5 separate regions of the Mus musculus genome follow, and regions 2, 3, 4 and 5 are each linked to region 1. The links are chromatin contacts, called in public HiCAR-type, HiChIP or PLAC-seq, Micro-C and promoter capture Hi-C maps. All regions are on one chromosome and are shown on one strand. The core of a region is the stretch at or near the end of the contact, and the rest is flanking DNA. Distances in the headings are between cores, read along the strand shown. Region 1 holds the start of 5031425E22Rik (RIKEN cDNA 5031425E22 gene). Region 2 holds the start of Fbxl13 (F-box and leucine-rich repeat protein 13). Region 3 holds the start of Napepld (N-acyl phosphatidylethanolamine phospholipase D). Region 4 holds the start of Dnajc2 (DnaJ heat shock protein family (Hsp40) member C2). Region 5 holds the start of Reln (reelin).

Region 1 (2,653 bases), core at 77-2,576:
GGCCCAGGTTAATGAAGTTTCTAGGCCTAGTAGGCATTCATTTTCTCTCAGCACCAAATACAGTGTTTTGTTGAAATAGTACCCAGGCAGAGCCTGTAATCCTAGCAATAGGAGGGTGGGCAGGAGTATGAGTTCCAAGCTAGTCTAGGCTATTAAATAGCAAAACCCATTCGAGCCCTCATTCCCATCCCTAAGTCCCACTAAAAATACGTTTTATGCTATTGCAAATGTGCTTTAAAGACGCAGGATAGAGAGCTTTAACGAATATTTACCAGAAGCATTTGTAATTCCATTTTTTATTTTTAAAAGGACGACAAAATGCAACGTGAAGTATAGAAAATGACCTTTCAGTTTCATACAGAACAAAATACTAAAATTACTAAGAATACTTATATTTGAAAAGGCAACCCTCACCAGTAAGATTACTTAAACTCTCTCACGGGATGTACAGACAGGGAGGGTAATGAACACAAAGAATCTAAGGAGAAGGTTTGACAGGGCCCTTCCGTTCAGACTGTGATGCAGTCCTTAATCGCTGTCTGCCTAGAAACCCTAAGTGTTCCTGGGTGTTATTCACTTGCTTTCAAACTCTGAGAATGCTGTAGTCTTCTATTCAGACCCCCCAAACTTTATGTTTTGTCTGAAATAATCAACACTCCTACCTGTGGTGCCTTCAGAGCCTAACCTGTCCTTGTTACCCATACCAGTGACACTCAGGGCCTCCTAGTTGGCTTACAGGAGGGAACTGCCACCTTACGTAAGCATACTTTGCAAGGAGAAAGGCAGATATAAGAAGGCGTCAAACCTTCTCCTCCACCAGTGGCTGGCACACCCCGAAAGGAGTGTCCTTTCAGGGGCTCCCCCCCCCCCCGCAGCAGTTCTGCTGCGGGGAGTGGGGGAGGGGAAGAGCTTTCAAACAGTCATCTCTTCCTCTTCGGGCAGCCAACGCCGACCGCACCACCATCTCCTCCGCCCAAACCCGGTCCCCTCCCCCGCCCTGCCTGGGTCCCCGCCAAACCCCACAGGAATGCAGCCGGTCACATGCGCTGCGGCGGCGGTGGACGTGCCTCTCCCCCCGCGCCCCAAGGAGACCCAGCGCCATCTTGCCCTGACGCAGTTACAAAAGTCACAGGAGAAATTGCGCCTCCACGGCCGCACCAGCGCCCCAAAGTCTCGCAGAGGCCGAGCCAGGGCCCTCACCTCGCGCAGGGAGAGGAGCAAAAGGTCGGGGAAGAGCCTTGCGACTTCCTTCGGCACTGCTTGGGTTCCACAGAAGACGCGGCGACAACGATCACCGTCATCACTTCTCACTCTCTGCCTTTGCAACAGCCACCCCCGACGACTCTGGCCCCACCCGCTGCTGCAGCATGAGGTCATCGTCAGCCAATCCCTACGCGCCCGACAGAAATCACCAGACGCCGATTGGCTGCCGACACCGCCTCTGCCTCTCCCCACTCCTCTTACGGAGCACCCAAGGTCGTGCTGCGGGCCAAGAAGACGGAAACCGCCATTCCGGGGAAAGGCCCCCAAAGCCAGATCCGTAATCGCTGTGTGATTTTAGTGGAGAACCCTGTTTTGTTCCTTGGCCTCCCCTTTTCGGTTCGAGAAACCAGCTCTGTCCCTCCCTCGTTTAATCACCGCCACACAAACGAACTCCCGCTCCCCGCCCAGCACACTGTCCCGCGGCGGGGAATCCTTCCCCGGTGCTAAGAAGTATAGGAGGCGGCGGCAGCGACTGCACCGGCAGCGGCAACGGCAGCTTTTACCCCATACACGGTGGCAGGGAGGCGGCGCTGACGATGGCTGCAATTTTTTCTGCGGCTTCTCCCCCCGACCTCTTGCGTTTCTCGCTCCTCCATCGAGACAGCGCGGGACTCGCCAGCTCCGCTTTTATCCGGTGCCCGGAGCCTGCGCACTGGAGCCTCCTCAGCCACTAGTGGGCGTCGAGTGACAATCCGACCGGGCTCACCCTGAGCTGGCAGGCCAGGCCGGGGGGAGGGGGCTGCCGGGACTGAGGCTGCTTGGGGGGTAGGAGCAAGTGCATCACCTTAGGAAGTGATGGGAGGGGGGTCGTCCCCGTCCCTGCTGTCATCCTTCTACCCACTAGTAGCATCCTCACGCTCACCTACATCCAGGCTTGAGGGCTACTCGGGGACAACGGGTAAAGAGCCAAGCCCACCAGCTAGCAAGACCTCCCCAACCGTCGGCGGATGGATGAATGCACCTGTTGTGGGAAAGACGGAGTGTCTGGCCAGCTCGCGGCCTCTAGCGTGACGTCTCCACGCCTCGGCGGAGAGGCCGCGTCGGGCCGCAGCCCATAACCAAGATGGCGGCGAGTAGCTTCGTCCCCTCCCCCCTGCCCCTGCGGAGCGGGGCGGGCGGGCCCCGTGCGCTTGCCGCCGCCGCCGCCGCCGCTGCCGCCGCCGCCGCCGCCGTCGCCGCCGCCATTTTCCCAGAGCGAGAAGCAGTGACACTGAGCGGGCGCAGGGGGCCGAGTCGGAGATCGAGCCTGCGTTCGGGAGCGGCAGCAGAGGGGGCATAGACACTCGGAGCAGCCTCAGCGTCTCCTCGTCATTCCTGCCGTGGCCCGCAGTGCCCGACTCTTGGGTTCCCACTGAAGACGCTGCGCGCTGCTGCTTGGGGAGGGGGTGTG
Region 2 (2,653 bases), core at 80-2,579, 1.8 Mb before region 1:
ACTGCTCAGAAAGGACTTTAAGTCTGCGGGTAAGAACCTAATGGACTTCAACTGTGCTCACTTGAGGCTGGGTGCTGTATCTCCAGACACTTCAACCAAGGATGTCGAGGCCAGTAATTAGGCTCTGCTTACATAAGGTCAAAATGACACATTATCTTGAATTCCTGGCCTCCCCACTCCCAGAACTAAATGAAGCTGTTCATAAATGCACTATATGTTAGTTACTGAGAGAAAAAGAAACTTCGGTTTTTAATCTAACTTTGTTACAGACTATACTCTTTGGGTGATGTTAATAAAAGGGGAATGTTTATCCTTCTGGGACTCTGGGGTGGTACCCAAGGAGGGTTTTCCCTTCTCCTCTGATAGGGGGAAGGGGGTAGTGGGGGAGGGGCTTGTAAGGGACTGGGAGGGGAGGAGAGGGGTGGGCTGCAATCGGGAAGTAAGTGAATAAAGAAATTAAGAAAGAAAAAGAAAAGGGGTAGTAGTTTCTTGGCAACATTTAGAAATGTAACCTTGAAAGTCACAAGAAAAAATACTGATGTCAGCATTGTGAAGACAACACTTAAGGTCGACTCTCCCTTCAGAAGCCCGCAATTGTCTGACCAGGTGTGTTCTACTCTCTCTACTGGAGCACCTTTGTTCCTGCGTTTAATGAAGCCAGCTTTGCTTCATACAAGTTGGCCCCGAAATTCATTTCTTTGTTGAAACCAAGACCTCAGGTTTTGCTTGGTGGCGATCTCTAAAAAGGTGTGTTGTGAAGCTGTGTGTAGAGGCAGGTGACTCTTCTTCCCTCCTGCTAACAACGAGGCGGGGCGAAGCCTACACCCAGAACCCCTCAAGTCTTTTGTCTTCAAGTGGCTCACCACTCACTTCTTGCTCAAGACGCTCTTCCATAATAGAATTTAGTAGTTGACACTTGGAGATTCCAACCCAGGCCCTGTGCTCTTTGCGCCCCCTGCAGATTGTCACTTTCCCCCGTCCCCTTCCTTTGTCATCCCCACCTGGGCTTGGTTTTAGCCACCGGCACCCTTCGGTCTTCTCTAACCTACCCTTCTCTCTCTAGTTACCCTAAATTGACTTCAAGCTTCCCCATCCTGCTCCTTCTTAGCTCCAGTTCCGGGAATCTCCTTGCCTCTCCCAGTTTTTCCCCGCGCCCACTGTGTGAGAGGCTATGTGGCTGCAGTACCTCACAGATTTGAGGAATGTACTTGTCCCTGAAGTAGCTCCTTAGCCTGGGGGTGGCACTGCGTAGTGAAGCCATGGTCAGAAGCAGGACTCAGAATGCGTTTCATAGGTTACTGCTGTTCACGTTGAGGAGGAGAGACGCGCCGGAGCGTTGCCTAGCAACCACAAAGGAGGTGCCAAATAGTCCAAGCCTTTCGCGAGATGAAGAAAGAACCTAGCAGGGAGGGGGCGGGGCAACTGGGGCGGGGCGGGGCGATTGCAGAGGGGCGGGGCAGAGAGGGGCGGGGCGAGTGCAGAGAGGCGGGGCAGAGCGGGGAGGGGCGGGGCAGGACAGTACAGGCCGGGGCCGGGTAAAATGAGAGGGCTGGACGGGAGAGTGAGTGTTGGGGCGGAGCTAGGGTCTGTGTTCAACGCGCCGCAGTCCCGGTCTTGGTCCAGGAAAAAGCTGCTTGCACTAGGGGCATCCCGCCTGCCTGGTGAAAGGAACCGCAGCACACAGGGTGGGAGGGCTTCCGATTTTAGCAGGGCGGCTTCCGGAAGGCGGAGCTCCAACCCCATTTCCTTTCTCTGGGCTGGTTCTGGCCCAGCTGCACCTGCGTGTGGCCCTGGCTCCTCGGCTCCCTGCAGCTCCGAGGCAGCAGCATGGGTGGCGCGCGGGACGTGGGCTGGGTGGCAGCAGGGCTGGTCCTGGGCGCCGGCGCCTGCTACTGTATCTACCGGCTGACTCGGGGACCGCGGCGAGGCGGTCGCCGACTGCGCCCTTCGCGATCCGCAGGTGAGGCGATGGGCTGCCCGGCAGGTGGACTGGTTCGGGGCTCCGGACCCACCTCAGGCCAGGCTGGGTTGGAGGTGCCCTAGACACCCGCGACTGCATGGGGAGAAAGGCTGGAGGTAGACAGACGACTCTGGAAGCCCAGGTTGCCTTGGGTGGGTCCTGAGCCGCTTCCCTGCTCCCACTTCTTTGTTTAAAATAAGAGCTGAAAACATTGCCCGAAGTGTCCTGTTACTTCCCTTCGGCTTCACAGCCAAGAGCTGAGGTTTCTCCGAGCCAAGTAGATTGCCTCTCATTTTAAAGTTTTACCTGAGCTTTTGTGTTGTTATCAAAGAGATGCCCCTTACTGTGAGAAGGTTCTCAGGGGCCTCAAGCCTGGGTTGAAACTTTGCTCGTGCTATGTGAAGAATGGATCCCTGAGATGCAATTCTGCCAGCACTTTGTGGCACCTGTCCTGGGAAGTACCTTTAAGTCATCCGTAGCGTCCCTGCAACCGGGGTGTGTGTGTTGGGAATAAGAACCACAACCAACAGGAGACACACCCTTCTAAAAGGATGGCTTAAGTCGTGAAAACTGTTGGAAAAACTATTTGAAATAAAACCTGCCAACCAATACCTGCTTGCCTCAAAGGTAGAGAAATATATTTGTTTTTAAACTGAGGTTGGTGGGAGCTAATTGCCCTTCCCTAGAACAAAA
Region 3 (2,653 bases), core at 99-2,598, 1.7 Mb before region 1:
CTTGGACACTTGCTATATAATTCGTGAAGGGATGAAGCCTGTAAAAATATTAACAAAATAAAATCTTTGAAAATTATGACTGTATTTCCAATTGACTTACACCCATTTCAAACCCTCGATTCCTCTTAGATTCTGATTTTAAATGCACATTTTTGCCCTAAATCTTTAACAGAGCTAACATTTCCTTACAACAAAAATCAAACTATTTTTTTTAATTAGACTGTTGTAAGATACAAGTAATCACCCTTTTAAAGATTATGTAACTTCTTTCTAAATCATGTTGTTACCACTAACTTCTACCCAATGTGACAAAACAGAACTGTTATACGTCCATCTGTTAATAAAGATGAAAATTATTTCTTAATTTAAGAGAAGTGTGTTGCAAAAGTGGCTTTCTGACTTCATGCTAAGCCAAAACCACCCATGCAAGTCACAGCATAACAACGTATAAACAGCCTACAGTAAGGGCAAAGCAAGAATCCCAGACTTTTTTTTTTTTATGTTGTTGACTTTTCTCAATCCCTTAATGTTTTCTGGGTCTGACTGTTAGTACACATTATCCAGGTTCCACTGGAGACCTTGAACGCATATTCACAACAACCGGGTTCATACCGCGCTCCTTGGGAAGAGGAGTCCATATGAACCGCCATCAAGAATAGCCGATCTAATGAGCAAACACAGTACAAAAGAAAGAAAAGGAAAAAGAAAAGAAAGAAAAAGGTCTATTGCCATCCTTCTCTAATCCCGCCTCGTACTTTTATTCATTCTGTGGTTAAATAAGTTACTCTTACTTTAAGAAAAACGGCAATAATGCTTTGGGGATGGATTTTTTTAGGACATAAATACTACACCGAAGCTGAAATAAGTTGCTCTGAGCAAGTTGTGGACCCCATTCATTTACATACAACCAAATGAAGATACACCCACTTGTATTCCTATCGTGGAGCTGTAACCAGGGAGTCTGCAGCAGGAAGGGTAGATCTTAAATCCCAAATACAGCTACTTCCCTCTGGGCGCCTAAAAACGCGGTGGCTCTTCACGTAAGCGGATCCAGAGATGCAAGCTCCGCAACTCCAGAGGTGCGGTAATTCAAAAGAAGCCTGCCACTCACAAGTGCATCTCCAGGAGGAGGCAGGGCTTGGGTGCTAGAAACCTACTCGAAACCCGCTGCACTTCACCGAGGTATCCGAACAGCCCCAGAAAGGCTGTTCCACGCAGATATCGAGACTAAGGAGCAAACCAACGAAAAGGAACCGCGGTCGCCGAACCGCCTCCCGCGAAGATCCAGGCTAACAGCAGGGAGGCTCACCCGCAGGCGCTCAGGTTCCCGGGAAGGCGGCGCGCTGTATGTGGGCGGGGCCATGCCGGTGGGCGGCGCTGGAAGGCGGGGGGCGGAGTTGGTTAGAGGGCGGGATGAAGCGAGGCTGCTGGACGGAGCGGAAGCTCGAGGGGCGGAGCCATCTTGCGAGGGTGGAGCGAAGGGGCGGGCTCACCTTGCGCGGAGCGCAGGCAGGCGCGCGCTGCGTCGCGTCTCCTCGCCTGAGGGCCTCGGCTCTGCGGGCCCAGCCGCTCTACGCCCTCCTCCCGCGTCTCTCCTCCCTCGGCCCGGCCACCCCAGCTCCGCTGAGGACACCAACAGCTGCACGCAGCGCCTCAGCACGCGCCGCCTCCCCATCTTTGGTGGCGGTCGTCTCTGACCATGCGGTCCCAGGCTGCAGCCGGGTCATACCGGGAGCCACCCCCTGCCTGGCCTTTACCAAGATGGCTGCCCCGGAGGACAGAGGCGCAGAGGCCTCGAGGCCATCTTGGTAAAGTCCGCGCAGCGAGCAGAACTGATACCGCAAAGCTCTCTGACCAGTTTGGCTCCCAGCCTTCCAGGTCACGTGAGCTCATTCCTTGACAGTTGCTAAACCCAGAAGAATCTGGTTGCCCAATGTGCCTGTCGTGGCCCACTATGTACAACAGCACTGACAGTCTTGACTAAAGAGCTCGGTTACAGACACTGATTATATATAGTGAGTACTGAGTATAAATGGCTCCACTACCTTGTGTACTCAGTTACATTTTAAATTATGTCAGCCTTCGGCATATAATGTTCTAAATGTCTGGCTTTTTGAAATCTCAGGATAAGATCAAAACATAAAATTACAATTCTGAAATTCTTAACTGGTTGAAATTATTTCAAGAGATAACTTGCAAAGTCATACAGAATTCAATGGTAAATAGATAGGCTGACAGTTTAAATACTCTTGAAGGTCTTTGTGAGATATATTCATAGACCAGAACTAAATAGATTGTGTCTGAGATTGTGTTAGCAAAAAGAAAAGAAAGACCAGGCATTAGTACAGATACGCTAGGAATATGCAAACCAAACTATAATGCATTTAGAAAGTGACTATAGCTATCTAATACTGCAGGACACTATCGATGTATACTTGATTTCCTCAGGGTAGTTTGCAGTTGTAACTGATTGTTTTCCTTTTGCTAGTTTTAAGTGTAAAACTAGCAAAAGTTTAAAGTTTATTCCTGATAGCTCTTTTGCGCCTGGGTGGGGCTGAATAATTCTCGACATGCATTAGCAAATTTTAAAAAAGAAGGGAAGACACACTTCAAATTCAACCCCAAAGGACAGACTGCTATTACTGCTTCGATT
Region 4 (2,653 bases), core at 107-2,606, 1.6 Mb before region 1:
GAACTCATTACCGTTTCTATGTCTTAATAACACAGGCTGGATGTAAACCCAGAATTTCAGGGCTTTAATCTAGAACTGTAAATTTCTTGAAACAGATTGAATCATTTCAGGATGGAAACAATACCTATCTCACCCAGTTCCTAGAATATTCGAATGCAGTTTTAAAGCTTTAAACTGTTGTAGAGAAAGTAACATGGAATAAATAACTGTAGATATGTATAACAGAAATTAAAAAATGGTAATCTGTGTCAGGAAAAAAGATCATAATTTTAATTTCTTAAGAAATCAAAGGGCAATTTTCTGGTGCACAATTTGTGGGCATCATTTTCTAAGACCCTTTCTTTTTCACGTTTTAACTGGCTTATGATATTAAGATTTCCTCCACCTAACACAGGAGAGGAGTCAAACGCGAAAATGAACCGGCTGAGTAGCGGGGGCGTGGCTTTCAAAACCGTGTCTTGGAAGCCTTTCCCTCACTACAGGATTACCGCGACACACAAACGCAACACGTGCCATGGGAAACATTTAAAAATTATATTCAACAAGTGCCCACGGTAAGCGGCTATGGGAATTAATGTAGATCATTAAAATGAGAGACCCGACACTTGAAATACTTTCTGGCGTGCAGGGCTATAAACCAAAACCCCTACAGCAGGAGGCTAAGTTGTGCTTTTAACCATCCTTGGTGTACGCCAAGCTGTCCAGGAGCATTCACAGGGGGCTTCCAACGGAATGAGGAAGTTCTGAGTTCCGACAAGCAAAATACACAGCCGGGAGCAAAGGTGGAGGCGAAGGGCTGAACAGCGTTTACAAGGCTTTGTATCTCTCCCGGCACGCGGGTGCGTGCAGCGGGGTCGCTCCGCCGTGGGCAGGGGGGGTGCCTTAGGGGGCCTTTCGGGGTACAGGAGGGCTCGGTCCTCAGCTGTTCAGCCCGCTCCGTGAGTCAGCAGCCTCACCAGGATGAAGGAACCACAGGTGCACAAGGAAGACGCCCCCACCCTCCTTTCCGAGAAACCGGGGACACTTCAAATTACAGCACTGAGCAGCAGGGGCTCGTCACAGTCCCCCGAGTCCCGGAGCAGATTGCCGGGGTCAAGGCTACCGAGCCAGGGGTTGCTAGGGACAGGGCTGGGGCAGGGGCGCCCGAGGCAGGGCGGAAACTGGGTTGGTGGGCACGTACCGGAGGTCAGAGCGTGGGTGATGGCGGTGCCCTGGCCCTCCGCGGCGCTCGGCAGGAGCAGCATGCTGGTTGGGGCTGGTCCCGCGGACGCCGCGGCTCACGGCCGGCAGGCAGGGCCCTCCGCGTCCGCACTACCTGTGGTCTGAGCCTCGCGCCTAGGCTTTACGCCCCGGAGCCGGCGCATGGAGACGACCAGTGAGCACTTCCGGGATGGGGCTCGCACGGCGCGGCCGCCAACCCCACCCCCACGGCCTCGCGCCAATGCGCGCGGCCGCCTACTTCCTCTGTGACTCTAAACCGACCGGAGACCAAGGAGCTCGAAGGAACAGTTCCTAGACGCATCAGTTCCTACGTGAAAAGGATTGTTTTGGTTTTTGTTTTGTTTTTTTGTTTGTTTTTTCACGTGAGAGCAAGACGGAGGAAATAATTTTGAAAAAGAACTTCACTCACTTTTGTCACCCAGGCCGGCCTCTAACTTGTGAATATCCTGTTTAAATCTCCCAAGTGCTGAGCTACCACCAATCTCTAGGTACCTCATAAAAGTGGAATCATATAACTATATATCATTGTATTGTTATATTAATAATGTTATATATTATAACATTGTCTCTATGTGAGCGGTGTATTCACTAGTATAATGGTCACAGAATTTATTTTTTTAAGGCCAAATAATACTATATTCCCATAACCACATTTTTGTTTACCCATCTTATGTATTTGGGTACTTGGGTTATTCTTCATTTGGCCTTTGCTAATGCAGCTATAAATAGGGCTGTACACGGATCTCTTTGAAATCCTATTTCCAACTTTTTGGCATTTGATATTTAGCAGTAGGATAACTAGTTTATATAGATTTTATTTTAGTTATTTTCAGTTTTTCGCAAGCACTGCAGTATTTTACACCAACAGTGTAAACAGCATCTATTTTTTTTTTCAACATCCGGTCAAACTTTCTTTTTAAACATAATAGTGATCCATGGGTCGGTCATGGTGGCGCACAGCCTTTGTCGCAGCAGATACCTCTAAGTTCTCAGACAGCCTGATCTGTTGCTAGATAGCCAGGACCACGCAGAGCCAGTCTTAAGAAGGAGAGAGAGAAAGAGAGAGGGGAAGGAGGAGGAGAAGGAGGAGGAGGAGGAGGAGGAGGAGGAGGAGGAGGAACCATCCTAAAGAGAATGACGTGCTTTTGATTTTAACATCCTTTCATGCGTCCGTTTATTGGCATTTGTGTATCTCCTCTAGAGAAATATGTCCAAATTCTTTACCTACTTTCCTTCCCTCTATCTTTTAATCTTCCCTCCTCCTTTCCTGTCATAACAACCAGATTCCTTTCTTGTTGTGGATCTTTGTATAACCTGGATACACACTCCCTAACAGAAATGCATTATCTTTATTCAATTTGTAGATCTAGCCACCAATTAACTGCGTCCAAACTGCCAGGCATTCTACAAGGCCTGCTCTGTAGCGCCTTTC
Region 5 (2,653 bases), core at 106-2,605, 1.1 Mb before region 1:
TAATGTTTTAACCTCGATGAAGGACTGCATACTACATTAAATTACTCTTCTTGTTGCTAAAATTCAACTTTGCAGTAATGTTTCACCTCGATGAAGGATTGCATACTGATCCCTTAGGAGAGGGATCGCCTTTGTGGGGAGAAGCTTGTAGGTCCTGCCAGGGACTTAAAGCTGTGCAGATACAAGTGATTAGTAAGCATCGCCCAGACAATGCTAACAACAGCAAGCACCAAGCTAAAAGTATGAAGGGGATGACAGAAATCATCAATCACTGATATTTTAAACGACTCTTTAAAAGAATAAAGGGTTGGAAACAGCCGCTCTGTTTCTTGAGGACAGATCACTAGGGACTCCTGGCTGCAGAGCAGCGGGAACTTTTAACTGGCCGCCGGCATGGGCAGCCACCGACCAAAGTGCTCCAATCTGTCGGCAGCTGGCCGGCAAAACCCAGTGACAACCCCAGCGCCACCTGGGGACCCACCAAGGAGGACCCAGAACAGGACAAAAGTCTGGTATCTAAGTACTGGGGTTAGGAAAACACGATGCGCAGGTTCGGCAGCTGCAGGGAGTGAAGGGGTGGGGGACAGCAGTACCAAAAGCTTGTGTGGCCTGTCACATAAGCACCAGTTTATGTGTTAGGGGACAGTTGAAATCCCAACTCAGGACTCCATTCTCCACTAACTTTGTTCTCTCTCCCCAGGCAGCGCACCCCGCTGAGGTAGGAGGTTGTCCCGGTCTCCGGCCGGCTGGCCCCTGGGAAGAAGGAAAAGGATGGAAAGATGCGCTCGCGGGCCACCGTGGCGCCGTAGGGATGCCGTGGTGGTACCTACCATGGTATTCCTGTCCCGGTACGTAGTAGGTGGGGTTGCCCGCAATGTGCAGGGAAATGAGCACCTCGCCCTGCTCCCCATCCCCTTCCAGCTCCCCGTGGTGGGTGCACAGGAAAAAGAAAGGCGAGAAGCGCGGGTAGTAGCCGGTGGCCGCGCGCGCCCTCAGCGTCGCCAGCAGCAGCAGCACGGCCAGGACGAGAGCCCGCGGCGCCCAGCAGCCGCGCTCCATGCCGCCGCGCTCCGTGCCGCCGCGCGCCCCGCGCGCTCTCTCATCCACTTTCGGAGGCACCGGCACGGAGGAGCCGCGTGCGGGGAAGGCGAGCCGGCGGCGGGCTCGAGCCGAGCGGGTCCGGGCAACCGAGCCCGCGGGGGGAAGTTAGCGGGAGACCGAGGCTCCCGAAGTTACTTTGGGCCGCCGGAGCGAGAGCGCGGGGGGAACCGGGGCCGCGGGCGCCGAGAGCGCGTCGTCCGCCTCCGAGCGCCGCCGCCGCCGGTGTGCACGCGACGCCCCTCGGCCGGGCTTGGGAAAGTGCCCGCCCCCTCCGCACCTTCTTAAAGCCCCGGGCGCCGCCCCCTCCCCCGCCGCCGCCACACGTGTCCCAGCCGCGCCCCCGCCCCCGCGCCCGTCCCCGCCCCCTCGGGCTTGCCCGCACCTCGGGCTGTGCCCGGAGCACACGCGCGCCTCCCGCCCACGGCCCGCTCCGCCCGGAAGGGCAGGGCTGCTCGGCCGCTGCGCGAACGAGAGCGGCCAGAGACCGACGGGCTGCCCCGGGGAACCGGAGCCCCGGGCTCACGGCTGCCCGTTCTGCGAGGACGCGCGGGGAAGCCGAGGGCGGCGGGGACCGCGCTGTTCTTTGTCTACGCCGGCTGCAACCCTCGCCCCTCGGGGCCCGCCGCCCCCCAGTCCCCACGGCCAGCGCTTGTCCTGGGGACCCTCCCGTCAGTGGCCCCAACCGCGACGGTGCCCCGCGCGCGCGAGCCCTTTCCAGTCAGGCCTCGCGGCCCCGTCGCTGCCCCGGCCCGGGTCTTCAGTGGCAGCCAGGCTGAAAGGGAGATTGGGTGACGGTGCGATTGCCACCTGGAGTGGTGCGGGGCCAGATCGTCGGGCTTCTCGGCCGTGGGGATTGTGGTGAGGGGACCCGACAGGCGAGCTTCGCCGGACTCTGTATTTACGCGTTGCTAGGGGATTCCTCGGACGGAGATGGGGGTAGTAAATTTTAGGTCCGAGTTTATTACTTCTACATGTCATGCATGACCACTGTCACTGGGGTGGGGGAGGGGAAGGCATGCAGAGGAGTGGCTGGCAGCAGCAATGAAACCGGCGTTAATGAGCTATCTCACGCAGGACTGCGGGCAAGTGAAACCATCCAGAAGCACGTTTTTTAACCGAGCACCGCTGGCAGGAGCCCCGAGGCACCCAGAGACGGGAGAACAGAGCTGCCAGGTTTTAATGCATTTCTCCAGGCTCAGCACCAAGCCAAAATAAGCCTTGCTTGTAAAGAAACCAGGAAACTGTAATGTCAGAAATGGTAGTCTTTGCCTGAGTTTGGGAGAAGGGCGTCAGAAGGCAAGATCCAAAGGGAGACCTCTGTGGTAATTTCATTGCAAAAGATTTTTTTTTTTCTGCCACATTCACAGTTTCAGCAGATAGGAAGGACCTAACTGCCTGTTGGTCTCCATTACTTCCAATCCTCCCAAAGTTCAACAGCACACATATTCATACACGCGACTAATATTACACTAGAGCAAAGTGCCATGCAGGCTGCACAGGCTTGTAGATCATTAGCCTAATGTAATCCTAACACCACCACCGGAAGAAGCAA

What was found. Promoter capture Hi-C pulls out the DNA fragments that hold promoters and counts their contacts. Hi-C and Micro-C count contacts between places; a contact is called where the count stands out from the background. HiCAR-type assays count read pairs that join an accessible place to other places. HiChIP or PLAC-seq counts read pairs in DNA pulled down with a chosen protein or histone mark.
Region 2: a promoter capture Hi-C map of pre-B cells shows a contact between it and region 1, with 7 times the contacts expected there. The contact joins the promoter of Fbxl13 here to the promoter of 5031425E22Rik in region 1. A contact is called at or near these places in 7 of 39 promoter capture datasets (the 3T3-L1 cell line, cranial neural crest, embryonic stem cells and 4 more) and 1 of 115 datasets of contacts at active chromatin or transcription factors (astrocytes).
Region 3: a contact with region 1 is called in an H3K27ac HiChIP or PLAC-seq map of embryonic stem cells, with 4 times the contacts expected there. The contact joins the promoter of Napepld here to the promoter of 5031425E22Rik in region 1. A contact is called at or near these places in 4 of 39 promoter capture datasets (the 3T3-L1 cell line, cranial neural crest, second pharyngeal arch cranial neural crest and 1 more) and 7 of 115 datasets of contacts at active chromatin or transcription factors (acute myeloid leukemia, cardiomyocytes, embryonic forebrain and 4 more).
Region 4: a contact with region 1 is called in a HiCAR-type map of astrocytes, with 6 times the contacts expected there. The contact joins the promoter of Dnajc2 here to the promoter of 5031425E22Rik in region 1. A contact is called at or near these places in 15 of 39 promoter capture datasets (the C10 cell line, the HPC-7 cell line, cranial neural crest and 10 more), 2 of 484 Hi-C or Micro-C datasets (embryonic stem cells and liver), 16 of 115 datasets of contacts at active chromatin or transcription factors (DN3 thymocytes, T-cell acute lymphoblastic leukemia, acute myeloid leukemia and 11 more) and 3 of 9 other capture datasets (adipose tissue, liver and macrophages).
Region 5: a Micro-C map of embryonic stem cells shows a contact between it and region 1, with 14 times the contacts expected there. The contact joins the promoter of Reln here to the promoter of 5031425E22Rik in region 1. A contact is called at or near these places in 3 of 39 promoter capture datasets (fetal liver, liver and stem cell-derived epiblast-like cells) and 2 of 484 Hi-C or Micro-C datasets (embryonic stem cells and fetal liver).

The regions. Positions count from the first base shown.
Region 1 is chr5:23,432,010-23,434,662 of GRCm38.p6, forward strand. 5031425E22Rik (RIKEN cDNA 5031425E22 gene) reads right to left here and starts at 1,327. Exons shown (of 3, transcript NR_165300.1): 1 at 1,201-1,327. It overlaps Kmt2e (lysine (K)-specific methyltransferase 2E), which reads left to right and starts at 2,455. Exons shown (of 26, transcript NM_026984.2): 1 at 2,455-2,653.
Region 2 is chr5:21,644,276-21,646,928 of GRCm38.p6, forward strand. Fbxl13 (F-box and leucine-rich repeat protein 13) reads right to left here and starts at 1,330. Exons shown (of 21, transcript NM_001199632.1): 1 at 1,187-1,330. The coding sequence starts at 1,261. It overlaps Armc10 (armadillo repeat containing 10), which reads left to right and starts at 1,731. Exons shown (of 6, transcript NM_026034.5): 1 at 1,731-1,960. The coding sequence starts at 1,828.
Region 3 is chr5:21,700,048-21,702,700 of GRCm38.p6, forward strand. It overlaps Napepld (N-acyl phosphatidylethanolamine phospholipase D), which reads right to left and starts at 1,349. Exons shown (of 5, transcript NM_178728.6): 1 at 1,158-1,349.
Region 4 is chr5:21,783,809-21,786,461 of GRCm38.p6, forward strand. It overlaps Dnajc2 (DnaJ heat shock protein family (Hsp40) member C2), which reads right to left and starts at 1,357. Exons shown (of 17, transcript NM_009584.4): 1 at 1,181-1,357. The coding sequence starts at 1,244. It also overlaps a transcript of Psmc2 not described here.
Region 5 is chr5:22,343,350-22,346,002 of GRCm38.p6, forward strand. It overlaps Reln (reelin), which reads right to left and starts at 1,356. Exons shown (of 65, transcript NM_011261.2): 1 at 831-1,356. The coding sequence starts at 1,059.